3 separate regions of the Zea mays genome follow, and regions 1 and 3 are each linked to region 2. A link is a contact called in public Hi-C data. All regions are on one chromosome and are shown on one strand. Each heading gives the region's core, a stretch centred on a gene start, on an enhancer-like site or on the middle of the called end of the contact. The rest is flanking DNA. Distances are from core to core; before and after follow the strand shown.

Region 1 (4,609 bases), core at 501-3,000, 530 kb after region 2:
GATTCGACGGTTCCTGAAAATGTTACCTAGTAGTATTGCTCTTGTGGTCTTGAAAATCAACGAGTTTTCCTCTCAAAAATACAGTGACAAAACTGTTGCGCTATAAGGAGCGTAGCCGACTTACATATAGCTAATCCTTTTTGGTTTCAAAATAGATGACCTAAAGGCTGTGTTTCATGTTTTTGTTCGTCTATGGTTTTGCGAGTAATAATCATAATCTCAATTTGATCACACTTACCAGTAAAAAAAACAGAGACGCGGTGCTTGAGCCACTCACTCGCATTAAGCTATGTTAAAATCTTTAGAGCTAAAATTAGTGGTCAGACACCTTTAGCTAATACCTTGTAACAATTAGTTTATTAACATGTTCAACTCAACTAACAATTGTTAGATATGTAAGGACATGTACAACGACTCTTCTATTCCACCTCCTATCTTAGAGCCCGTTTGGCAGGGCTTTAGCTCTAACTTTTCTCTAGCAAAAAGCCTGAGCAGTGTCAATCACTCTTTTTTTAAAAACAATTTACTACTAAAAGCATCTAAAGGTCATAGTTATTTTTGTACTACGAAGAAGAAGCCACAAACAATACCTTCACCGGCTTTGGCGCTGACACTTTAATATAAGAAAATGACTCTGACTCTATGATAAGTTGTTTATGTCAAACGATTTATAAAATGCCTTTAGTTCTACTATAAAGCTGTTTTAGAGGAAAAGCTAGAGCTTAAAGCTGTTTTGGTGCAAGTCATACCTGACGCATCCTTATTATCTATTGGACACGGTCTAACGATTCCAAACATGACCTCAGCAACAGCAAGAGCATAGTACACGACAACAAGAGCATAGTACACGACAAAATATCTTGTCCAGTCTCGTAATCGCAACTTCGTGACCCGAAAAGATCGACAAACAAACCCATGACGACATAGGACAACGGAGACCCAAGAAGTAGGGGTGGTAATAAATCATGGTCCAAATAATTTTTCATAATTACTTAGAGCTAGGGATGAAAACGGTCGGAAACATTATTTATTCGGTAATCAGTTTTTTAGTCGTTTTTCTTTGATTGTGAATAAATAGGATATAGAATCTATAATACAAATTTGTATTCTTGTTTTTAACATTCAGCTTCTAAAGATTCATAAAAGTTAAACCTCAAATTTATCATATATTTTTTTAAATAATAGATATAAACTTCGGTATGGATTCGGAAATAAATTCGGTAATTTTTTCAACTTTTTGTGTTGTAGGGAGCAAATAATACATAAAACAATTTATGTAATATTTTATTCATATTTGTACTAATGTGCTTGATAATATAAAAAAGATCAATATCAAATTATATATATATATATATCTATTTTAAAATATTAAATTTGTCCTAACAGTTCAAATTACCATTTTTATTCCTACTTAAAGCACTAAATTCGATTCTAGATTCTAATATGATATTTAAATTTTATAGTGTAAAATTTATAGCAAATTGTCATCTCTCCAGAGGAGAGCCGACAACGATTCAGATCCCACGGGCCAAAATATCCGGCGTCCATGTCCATGGCCCTGTGGCCCATCGCTCTCCGGTGGCACGCCCGCGCGCAGTGGGACAGACGCGCACGCCACGCGTTAGGTCGGGACGAGGCGCGAGCACGCGACCGACCGTGGCTCGGGCCCGCCATGCGGCCTCAGTACTCGAGTGGGCGTTATATACGCGCGCTGTTCGGATTCGCGCTCACTGTCTTGCCTGTTGCCTCTGCGGCTTTGCCTGCGCTCACGGACGGTCACTGGCTCACGCTCCCCTCGCCTGCGTCGCCTCGCCTAGACAAGAGACAAGACGCCTAGTCGCCTCCGATCGAAATCGAATCGAGTCGGGTGGGCTCGGGCCCGGTCTTGTTGTCTTGTCTCCCAGCTAGGAATAGCGCAACGAGATCCCTCGCGCGCGCGGACCCCGGAGAGGCCGAGGGAGGGTGACAGGGCGTGTCCTCGACCGCGAGGGGAATGGGATCGGAGGGACGGGCCTGGAACGGCGCGGGCATGGCCGCCGGCAGCGGCTATGGCGGCGGGGTAGAGGCGAAAGCGACCACCACGGCTGTGTCGGCCGCGGCCCCCGCGGAGGTTCCCACGTCGGCGGCCTCCGTCGACATCTCGCTGCCGCTCCTGAAGATGTCGCCTCGCATCATGCAAGTACCCCGTCCCCACATCTATCTTCGATCCTCTTGCTTCGGCTCGCGCTCGCGCTCGCGCTTGCGCCCGGCCTGGTCACGCTGTGAGGTCGTGTCATGTTCGGGTACTCGCGATCGCGAGGCGTCGTACCCGTGCTCGGGAACGAGCCGGTAGTGTTTGAGAAAATGCCTCCGAGCGTGTGGGAGACAGGAGTGTGCTGATGCACGGAAAGGCTCTCTGATCTGGGGATTCCTGGTGCTTTTTCAGAGCTCTCTGCAAGGAATTGGTCGAAGGGTGGTCGTCGATTGACAGCTCGCTCTTCTCCATCGAGACCGTGTCCGGGGGCATCACGAATCTATGTGAGTTGTTGTGGCATGGCTTGTAGCGCCATTCAGAATTCCTCGCCTTTTTCGCCTGAGCAGCATGATGATTGTAGTAAATGAAATGAATAGTGCATAATAGTTACATTGAAATGTTCCACATCGTTGACATGAGTACATAACTTTTTTATCTCCTACTGTAACGACCATTTGTCCGCTTCGGCTTCCTGCTCCTCATTGTTCCCGTTTACTGATAAAGCAGCAGAACCTAATGCTTTTTGCAAACTGTGTGCGATTAGATTAGATAGTCTCCGGGGTGCTGCATAATATTTCCTTTGGCCTGTATCATTTCTGCTGTCATTGCCACATCTGCGGATCTGCCGCACTATGCTTGCAGCATTAGAAAGTAAGAACAGCCTGCTGTCTGTATCCGCCACCCATAGGGATGATTCACATGAGCAAGGTTTCCTGTGTGCAGCAATTTTTTTTTTCAATTTATAGTCCATGATGTTTATTTGTTATTACCTACAGTGCTGAAGGTTTCTGTCAAAGAAGACAACGGCAATGAGTCTTCTGTTACTGTTCGGTTGTATGGACCAAATACGGACTTGGTGATTGATAGGAAAAGGGAATTGCAGGTGAGAATCTGAGTGGTACGAGATTGTGTGTTATAGTCATATTATACTAACCTAGTAACCTGCATCCTATAGTATTCTACATTGGGTCTAGTATGACCCCTTGTATTTGGTGTCATATTTTTATAGTGGCATATTTTCAATTCTTCTAGACATAGCATAGTCATGGTCTTGTAGTAGCATCTGTCCTACCAAGTGCATTACCTTTTGTTTCATATCTGTACCTTTTCCCTGACAAATGGATTTCATTTCATTCTCTGAAAATTGCTAACCTAGAATGATAGTTTTTAAGGGTTCCTAGACTGTACACATAGTATAATTTATCTCGGTTCTAAAATATTTCCTAATGCATACATCTATTACCGTCATGGTTAGGCGATACCATATCTCTCAGCTGCAGGGTTCGGGGCTCGGCTACTTGGAATATTTGAGAATGGAGTAGTTCAGTCATTCATCTATGCTCGAACACTGTCACCAGCAGGTAGGCATAGATCCTGTCTGAATAACATATGGGTGTGGGGTCCTAATCAACCTAGTGCAATAGTTTCTTTGTTCTCCTTTGTAGTTTCAGTTGCAATTTCAAATGCAAGTTGAAAGGATTTATGTTTTTTCCTTTCCCTGTAGTCAGCATTATCCACGATTTGGTATGCCAATTTGAAGCCTTGGATGTTTGGAGGTTTTATGAAATGCTTCTGTAAACAAATCTACTGATCCTCGTTATTTTGTTTTGTAGACATGAAAGAACCTAAAATAGCAGCTGAAATTGCCAAGGAGCTACGCAAATTCCATCAAGTAGACATACCAGGGTCTAAAGAACCACAATTGTGGAATGATATATTCAAGTTTTTGAAGAAAGGTAGGTAACTTTTGTTGCTCATTCGAGACTTGCTTTTATGTTGATGGCATCTCAAACATGACACTTTTCTTGGCTCAAGTTAGTAACATAAATAATATTTATGTGTGCTATCAAATGCACCTTGCAGCTGCAGCATTGAAGTTTGAGGATAACATGAAGCAGAAGAGATATGAAAAGATCTCATTTAGAGAAATACAAGATGAAGTTCAAGAACTTAAGGTACCTTGAAGTTGACAATGTGCCTTCTGGTATTTCAGGGCCATTTTGCCCTTCTTAGAGTGATGTTTTCCTATTTTTTTCCCCTTGGGCACAAATAGTAGTTGATCCTTGTATAGTGGGAACATCTATGTAACATGGTTATGTAGCAAAATACTGGTTGTGGTGGTGATGGGTTTAGGCCCATACTAGGGAACTAAAACCGAAGATAGCAGTTATTCCTGCCAATTCCTACTATCTGTACTTAGTATTTTTTTCATCAGTGTCCATGCGTCTTTTAGGATCTCTTGGACATTCTGCGCGCGCCTGTGGTTTATGCACACAATGACTTGCTTTCAGGAAATCTGATGCTCAATGATTTGGAAGGTAAAATATTTTTCTTTGTACCAGTTTCCCCCTTTTTCATTATTACTCATTTGCAAAA
Region 2 (4,392 bases), core at 506-3,005:
TAAGAGTGCTAAACGCCTGCGGATCAGAGACATCGGCGTCCCCCCACACAAGTGAGCCAATCTCCTTCTCATCCTCAAGCTGCTGACCCTGGATGTACAAGAAGTTGGGCTGCACCACCCGCTGCGCCTCGAGGAACTGCTCTGGTGTAGGATTAAACAGTGTGTGGACCTGCATTCAGAAGCCCCTTCATTCAGCTGATAAACAAAGGAGGCAAACTGCAACGAGCGTGCGCACTCAAGCAAGGAGCAAACAGTTGACCTCCAATCGCCCAGCTGAGCTGAGCTCCGGGAATGGGTAAGACGGCCGTGGCCGCTTCGCCTCCAGCCCAGACTTCGCTGCTGGTGCTCGCTTCTCAGCATACTTCCCACACAGCACCACAAGGAGCACACAGTTGTTCCGCGAGAAGCTTTGGATTTGAGACATGGCTGGCAGGCCGGAGCCTCCCTGGCGGCGGCCGCGCAGGAGAAAAACCTCCCCTTGAAATCAGAAATCAACCCCACTTCTTCATGGACCAAACCCTGGGACACAGAAAACGCATCAGGAATCCCCCAAATCCCAACCAAATCCGCAGCGAAACTCACGAATCTGAGCGTGCGGCCTTACCAAGACGCGATTTTGCGGCGCAATCGGCAGCGGCACGCCCTCAATCGACGGCCGGGAAGGGGGCGGATTCGGTGCTGGGAGATGGGGGCAGCGAAGGGTAAAGTGCGCGAGAACAAACGGAGCCCTAGAAGATGATTCGCAGAAATAGATAGATACTGCAACAACGCGAAAGCAAATCCCACTGTGGAGGCAATAAAAAAGAGGAGCCGTCTCTGCTTGTGGTGGTGGCGAATCGGCCCACGCCCTTATGCAGATCCAGACAAACAAAAACAGCGCAATCCACAACCAAGAGGGGCGAAAAAATCTGTCCAAGAACCGGAACCAGAGCTGAAGCGGATTAACGGGCGACGACGACCACGGGGATCAGGCGAGCGGGCCTCATTAGCAGCGGCAAACAATCACGCATCACAGAGACAGAAACTTTGGAACAGTCTCGGCTCGACCAGGGAGGCGTCAAGATTGGATTTTTGACGGGTACGGGGAGGTCAGTCCGGAGATTCTCCCGGACTTCTCAGATTTTCGCCCTAACCGCCTGCCTGCTCACACGCATCGCCCAGCTTGATGAGGAGATTAGATGAGTTGATGTGCGCCTGCTCTCTGCTGTTGCTGGTGCGTTGTTTTCCCTGCGCCTTTTCGTTTTCTCCTTTTTCCTCCTCCGCTTCATTACTGCTGCAAGCCAGGGACGGCCGGAGGAAAACAAACGCGGATTAAAAGATTAGGAGTTTTGGGAGCAGGATTGGTGAGGGGGCAAAATAATCTCTTTCTGTGAGAATTGTTTTTGCTGGGATCGGAATATCGGATGCTGGCATGCTGCTACTGCTTTTGCTGTGCAGATCGATACGGTGTGGCCTGTGGTGTGGCGTGGCCGCGTAGGGTTGTGATCCAGCTTGGGCTGCTTGGCGCTCGCCGCTCGAGCGGTCGAGCATGCAGGGTGGGTGTGCGCGTGTATTGCAGCTCGCGATCGCGGCGGCTTTGGCCATTTGGGTGGGGGTGCCTGTGTTCGTGGGATCGTGGGAGCAAATGGCCCGTTTGATCCGTTTATGCGTGTTCCTAATAGCAAGCAACGGTGGAGCGACCGCACAGCATGAGGAGCCCTTCGGTAGAGCTTCTTCCCTTCTCGCTATCACCCACTTCCGCTTCGGCCACTCGATCTTTTTGCTATTATAATTAGAGGCGTCAATGTAGAGATAGTGTTGAAAACGGACGAAAAAAATCCATACCTCGTTTTCGTTTCTGCATTTTATCATTTACCGGGTACAAATTAGTTAGGAACAAAAACGGAAGAGGGATAAACGAGTTAAATGGAAACTGAAATTTAAGTGAAAACTTGTATTCTAATACAAACATATGATATTTTGATAGCTAACTGGTAACTGACTGATATGGCAACAATATAAAATAAATAGATATAGAGGGGCAACACTCCATTGATATTTGCTTGCTAGTGGTGTACGTATAGCTACAATCGGTTTTTTGAGCTTTTAGGACACATGTCGTTAAAGAGAGCCGGTGGCTAAAATGACCACTTATGTTATAATTTGTCACCTAAGGATATGAGGCTTCAGCTAATGCACTAATGTATATTGGGATGGTCTCGGATTCTCAAAATACGAGTTTAACCCGAATAAAAACGGGCAGGATAGACCCTCTCTCGTTTCTGTATCGTTTCCGGTTTTTCCCGTAAATACGAAAACAGTCAGATCAAATATAGAAAACAGTACGGGTTAGAATGGGATTTTACTCCGTCCGTTTTCACCCCTTGGAGGAGTTATGGTGCGGTTCCCAAGCACCACGGAGCTGAGCCGTTTAACCGCTTTGAGCTAATTCTTGCGAGGAGCGAAGCAGAAAGAGCGCTAAGAGCAACTCCAATAGTTATATAATTTTAGCTCTATAAATCATAGATTTAAGAAGTTGCTAAATAACTTTGGGAGTAAAAAAATGTGAGTTCTCCGATAGTGAAGTTGCTAAATGGTTATATAAGGATTTGCTCAATTACCTTCATTATCTACATAATGCAATAAACATTTTTGTTTAGGGAGTTGCTAAATGGTTGCCAAATGTAGAGAGGAAATAAGGTTAGATGAGAAGTTGTTAAATTTAGAAAGTTCGTTTAGAGAACTGTTGGAGATGAGTTTTGTGTTAACTACTTAAATTGTTGAGTTAGGAAGTCTATTAGAGAACTACTGGAGTTGCTCTAACAATGGGACCTTAAGTTAGCAATGCAGCAAAGTTGATGGGCGGTGATCTTGGTGCCCCTGCACTAGATAAAAAGTGCTCCTCCCAAGGTGGCAAGGAGCCAAAACCGTTTTAGAGACACAAATCCTTATCATTATAATCATGGGCGGCCCCAGGGGTGTTTCATGGGTATTCATTGAATACCCATGTTTTTGTGATCTATAGTGTTAGAACACTAATTTGTCAATAATGTATTACATAAAATAGCGTTAGAACACTAAATTCTTTAATCTTTTGAATTTTTGAATACCCAATCTCAAATGTCTGGGCCCGCTTCTGATTATAATGTACCCGTATATCCTATAGTTCTGAAACAATCTTATTAAAGATCAAATGATGATCAAGTACAGAACTACCCTCTTACAACTTATGCATGTATAACTTTAGCTTCATATGTATCTTGCTTGTCAAATCCTTAGGCATACAAATATACTTCAACTTGAGCCATAAGACAACTACAATTTTATCTTGCAAACAATTTGCAAAAATATTATTTGGAAGACGAGGTCGGATTTGAGTCAAGGCTTTACAATCTTTTCTCATCTCATTGGTCCAAGATTTTAAATTATTTTTATTAAATTTAACAAGAGCACCATTGACTTTAGCGTGCATAAGAATAGCCCTCAACTACATAAATTGAGGTGTAACCCTAGCAAAAAAATATCTACAATCCGGTATACAGCTTGTGTATGTTTAGCAATGAATTTGAAATATTTTGGTAATTTCCTTAAGTGTGCGCAGCAAATAGGTTGATTTGTTTTCACTAACGATCAACGGCAGCAAGACAAGAGAAACTTGATTACTTTCTCGATTCACGTGATTGACAGGAAACATGGTAGCATGGATTTGAGACAACGACGATAGAAAATTTTCCTTCTCCATTTGTAGATGGATCATACACCGGTGACTAAAACCAACTATACCTCTCGGTAGTAACTTTTGCAAATGAATCGGCATACCACCAATCAACAATGGCATAAAAATTGACTCCATCTCGAAGATGCTGAACAGTAGATTTAAACATATATGACAACGCCACGAAACTTGCAGATAGATTGAAACAATAGAATTTTTAATCTTATGTTTGGTTCTGACACCACTTGTTAGTTTATAATGCAAATATAAACCAAACACAAGGCTTAAAATTTTACGTAAAAACCTTCACGAGAAAAAGTCACACACGCCAAGCTAGAATCTCTATTTTACGAGGAGAGTGTATAAAATACAATAAATGTAATAAATCATTTATCTTCTCATAGGACTTACAAGATAGATATATATAAGAGGACTAGTCACAGGGGTTGAAAATTACACGCATCAGCCAACGCCCATCACACCCCAGTCACTGTCATAATCCTCCTCGAACAACGGTTGTGCCACACTATGACACTATGCAAGATCTGCTACTCTCATTCCAAAAACCGTCAAGCTTATCCGCTTCGTCTCTGTGTGTCAACATACTATGATTGCCTATCGACTTTTATTGATGACCTGCTATGCGTCTAGGCCTACAAACAAACTAGATGATAAGATAAACGAACACAGATAGGGCA
Region 3 (4,503 bases), core at 1,189-3,688, 760 kb after region 2:
GATATACGGCATGAGAAACTAATTGTTAAAAAGCATACCTCCATCATCATATGGTTTGGTCCTGCAAAAAAACACAAAGTGCACTGTTTCAGACCACTGAATATCATCAGCAAGCAGCACATATGCTTTATATCCAGGACCAAGAGTTAGGAGGAATAGATATGAAGCCAAGACTAATGCAAAAGGTTCTGACAACTGGAACTCTACCATCTGCAACTGATCAGAAAGGTAACACTCTAAAACCTTGTTTTCTAAGGGATTTGTTACTTATTATGCTCCTTCACTGTGATAGTTGTAATTTCAGCTAGTAATATCAGCACTACGTTTCAGGGTATTGGGAAAACTGAGCTTCGTACAAAACAGAAAACTGGAATGATGTGCTATTTTACAGCACTAAAGTAGTGATAACAAAACAATTTAACATGAATGATGGTGTTGTAGATTAGCAGCTCTAATACCAAAAATAATTGCAGAATCTTGGTTGATTTCAATTTCAGCATGTGCGATACAATACGCAAACCTACAAAGCTAGACCATCAGAATTTTATTCAAAAAAATTTTTTCAGTATTTACAAGGCCCTTTCTGGTTCCTAAACAGTCATAGATAATGTGAATCGGTTGGAAATTGCAACCAATAATCAAATGTTCAAATCTGCAGTGAAAATCTGCACTTTCACTGCAGATAATGTAGTTTTCAGCTGGCATGAAAAAATATATATAACTTAAGGAAGACAGGTCTTACGTTCAGATGGTATAATGGATCCATTTAGTTGGCGACTTAGCCCCACAGCATAATCACACATGTCGATGATTTCCTACAAAAAAGGAGGACACACCAATCCATGATGCACATAGGAATCAAAACCAGATTTCACTTGAACTCATATGATCACAGCAAGGTTAACAAGTCATCCGATTAAACACGATTAGGAGCTTATGCACTACATTAAGTCACAATTTAGCCATGATTAATCAGGCTGATTCAGCAAGGTTATCAAATCATCCAACTAAAATATTGTCATTCAACTATCTTCACTAAAGGTTAATATCTTAGACATATGGTCTGGTGATACAGTACCAACTGACCTAGTCAATAGTGCTGCCTGTACATATGAGAATGACATGTTTTAGGAAAAGTTGCAGTTATAACAGATAAGGAAACAGTAACGAAACCTTATAGATGGTAAGGTAGTATATATAAAAAAACATCCTAAAACAGAAACACAAAGATGTGATGTGAAGCGTGAACTCAATGATGATACTTTTGGTGAGCACAATACATGACTTGCAGTTTGTAGACAATGCACTAGAAGCAATCAAGCAACTATGATCCATTCCTACCTGAACCTCACCGATCCCTTCAGGAAGAATTTTCCCCATCTCAAGTGACACAAGCCTGCCAAGGTGATGGAGCTTTGCTCTCAGTGCATCACCGATTTGCCTAACGATCTCTCCTCGCTTTGGAGCAGGAATCTGCACAAATTGGCAATGACGTTATGATTTATGAGCACATTGCTACGAGTAAAATTCAGAATCAAATCACTTGATGGACGGAATAAGTTTTTGGATATGCTACCCAGTCCCAGCAATGAACTTGCGGTGTCAGAGTACCTTGTAGATATATAAGAAAAACAGAGTCCAAAATCTGATAAACCCAAGCATGCATGAAGTCTGAGACTGCAGTATACATTCTAGTTCACAGATACAGACCGTACACCAGAGATCTGCGTTACTGGATCAGATCGAGAACCCATATCACATCATCGTATCACAATCTGGAATGCAAACTTCCCTGGAAACTCATCAAACTCATAAAGGACCGACAATTGCGAAAGTAGCGTTTCCAAATTCCAACCCCAAGGGGAGTGAAAGTGAAAACAAAACACATTTCCTCGCAGTTAAAATCCACAGGCAGTAGCGACTACCAAACCACAAATGCCAGCATTCCATCACCCACCCGCGCGAGCTGCTATGGCTACGAGCGCTGCAAGTCGGTGGAACTCACCGCCATCCATGTCTTGGCGGCATCGAAGCAGGCGCGCATGCCCTCCTCGTAGTCGTGCACGGACGCCTCCACGACCTCTGCGATGACCTAGAACACAGATAGCCACGCACCCAACAAAAACAAACACTCGATCAAAAACCCACCACACAAACAAACACGGAACAGGCGGAGCGGCGAAACCGAGCAGATCGGGCCGTGCAGGGACGCACCTGATTGTTGGTCGGGCTCGTGGAGGTGACGGTGGGACCTGAGCCGCCCCACGCACCGCATGCGAACGCGCCTGGGTTGCGCTGCGCGAGGCCGAGCTCGGCTAGGAACTGGTGCTCCTCCTTCGCGAAGGCCCCCATGGTGTCGGCGTTGGTAGGTGATGCGGGGGGTAGGGAAGCGGAAGGCGGGGAGCGGATGTGGTGGGGGACTGAGACTGAGGTGTATTTGTAGAAGGAGGTGGAGTGGGGACTGTGAACTGCTCCGGGAAGGCGATGGAGCCCGGGCCCGGCGCGGAGGAGTGGTACGGTTGGACGGGCTTCCCGTTTGGCGTTTGTTTGTTCACGGGACAGAGGGGGGAGTCTGGGACGAGACGAAAAAGCGTGGGATTTGTTACTTGGTGAAAGATAATTTTATAGTTTTGTTATATTATCATTGGACGCCAGCTTTGATGGTGCACGTTTTGTGTTTTGGCATTCACGGACGGCCCGACCCGACGCTGGCATGACATGGTGCCAAAGATGGAGATGACAGTCGAGAGATGTAACAAGAACGCTGGGCTGTGAATAATGACAGTGTGAGTGTGTGACGAGTGAGCCGTAGATCGTAGGGATTGTGATTCACATCTCACAGTCACAGGGACGTGGCGTGCGAGCCCGCGCGCGCGTCCAATGCTATCATCGTCTATGACAAATCTCGCGGACCCGTGCTTAACTTGGCATTCGCCTCCGTGGCTCCGTCCAACATCTATGGATGACGACGAGCCAGGACGAAAGCAGGAGCTTCAGCTTTCAGGTCCATCCGAGTTGGATGCGCTACAGTTTGCTCAAGCAAAAGGGACAGCGTTTGTGTTGTTCTGAGCTTCTTTACGATAGCTCCCGCGGGCGTGTATACAACGACACTCTTTCCTCGGAGACAACATGGTAAACAGTTCATTCCTTAAATTTGAGTATGATTTCATTCTTTATATTAGTATTAATATTAACTACATAACTATAAGAATTCTATTCCACAGACTATAAAAAAAGTGAGAAGATAATGGACGAGCTCATTTCTTAAACCAAACATTTTATTTAAGATCGAAGATAAACTAGCATGTAGTATCCACGGGCTCTACATAAAAGAGAGCCACGACATACACGTACGTCCTCTTTGTCCGTGTTCCGTTTTCGTTCTTCCTTCTTCGTTCTCATCTGCACGACCACCGTGGCGCCATGCTATCCTACTGTGCTGCCGGTCCAAGGTACCTACCCATGATCAGTTAGTATTTATTTAGCTTAACACATTTACTTTACGATAAAATTCAGAATAAATCTTAAAGACCCTCTCTCTATATAAAAAGTAGGAGATAAAGTCAACTTGAATAGCTTGAGGGAGAAAGCTAAAGCCTCATGCAGCACATTTCATATTTTTTCATGAATTGTGATTGGCATCCATTTTGTTTATGTCTTTTTTATCGTTTTTTTAATAATAATCCGACTTTGTCTTGCATGACAAGTTCGAAACTGAATCGATCAGATCATGGAGATCGTAACCGAGTCGCTTTGCTCCTTTTCACGTGAGATTGTCATAAGTTTAGTTCCCTGTGTAATAAAGAGGGTCTTCTCATCCAAAAGGCAAGTCTCATCCAAAAGGAAAAAAAAAACCAACCTTACCGATTTAGAATTTTAGACGAGGGGGCCTTTGGTGGATAATACCTAGTGTATACTCACTCACACGTCGTACCTAGTGTATCCGTAATGTATACACTGGTGGATACAATAGTGTTGCCCTACGATTATAGATGTTCAATAAGCACGAGGCCCGCGAGCCCGGCACGAAGCCCGCTGTTTGGGCCCGGTCTGAGCCCGACACGGCCCGGGCTGGCCCGGCACGAATAAGCGGACCGGGCTTGGACAGGAAACTAGGCACGGCGGGCTAGCTCGGTACGGCCCGTTTACCTCTAAGCACGTTAAGCCCGCTTTTGGCCCGCTTTTTTCGTGCTAAACGGGTCGACCCGGCCCGTTTAGGCCCGCTGCGGGCTGGGCTTAGACAGAGAATCAAGCCCGCGGGCTTAGCAGGCTCGGCCCGGTTTTCTAACCGTACCTGGCGGACCGGGTTTCACCAGGCCCGGGCCGGCCCGGACCAGGCGGCCCGTTTGGCCATCTCTACCTACGATACGAGTGAGGCCACAAGTGACGGATCGAGAAATTACCGAAGCACCAAACTAAAGTTAATATGACAATAGGATAACAAAATACATCATAGTGCAACAAGGTATGTCCGGTGGATTATACAATGGTATGGATCCAACA

What was found. A called contact is a pair of places that touch in the nucleus more often than the background predicts.
Region 1: a Hi-C map of ear shows a contact between it and region 2, with 3 times the contacts expected there. The contact joins the promoter of LOC100280298 here to the promoter of LOC103647451 in region 2. A contact is called at or near these places in 9 of 25 Hi-C or Micro-C datasets (bundle sheath, ear, endosperm and 3 more).
Region 3: a contact with region 2 is called in a Hi-C map of endosperm, with 2.6 times the contacts expected there. The contact joins the promoter of LOC100282748 here to the promoter of LOC103647451 in region 2. A contact is called at or near these places in 2 of 25 Hi-C or Micro-C datasets (ear and endosperm).

Annotation. Positions count from the first base shown.
Region 1 is chr2:188,971,288-188,975,896 of Zm-B73-REFERENCE-NAM-5.0, forward strand. It overlaps LOC100280298 (choline/ethanolamine kinase), which reads left to right and starts at 1,751. Exons shown (of 11, transcript NM_001153225.1): 1 at 1,751-2,175; 2 at 2,426-2,517; 3 at 3,010-3,116; 4 at 3,489-3,594; 5 at 3,847-3,969; 6 at 4,097-4,188; 7 at 4,467-4,551. The coding sequence starts at 1,994.
Region 2 is chr2:188,439,393-188,443,784 of Zm-B73-REFERENCE-NAM-5.0, forward strand. LOC103647451 (AT-rich interactive domain-containing protein 4) reads right to left here and starts at 1,756. Exons shown (of 16, transcript XM_008671989.2): 1 at 605-1,756; 2 at 260-519; 3 at 1-169. The coding sequence starts at 424. LOC100280915 (E3 ubiquitin-protein ligase AIP2) reads right to left here. Exons shown (of 6, transcript XM_020547696.3): 6 at 3,893-4,347.
Region 3 is chr2:189,200,646-189,205,148 of Zm-B73-REFERENCE-NAM-5.0, forward strand. It overlaps LOC100282748 (aldehyde dehydrogenase family 7 member A1), which reads right to left and starts at 2,439. Exons shown (of 14, transcript NM_001155654.2): 1 at 2,215-2,439; 2 at 2,006-2,092; 3 at 1,342-1,473; 4 at 743-815; 5 at 39-61. The coding sequence starts at 2,352.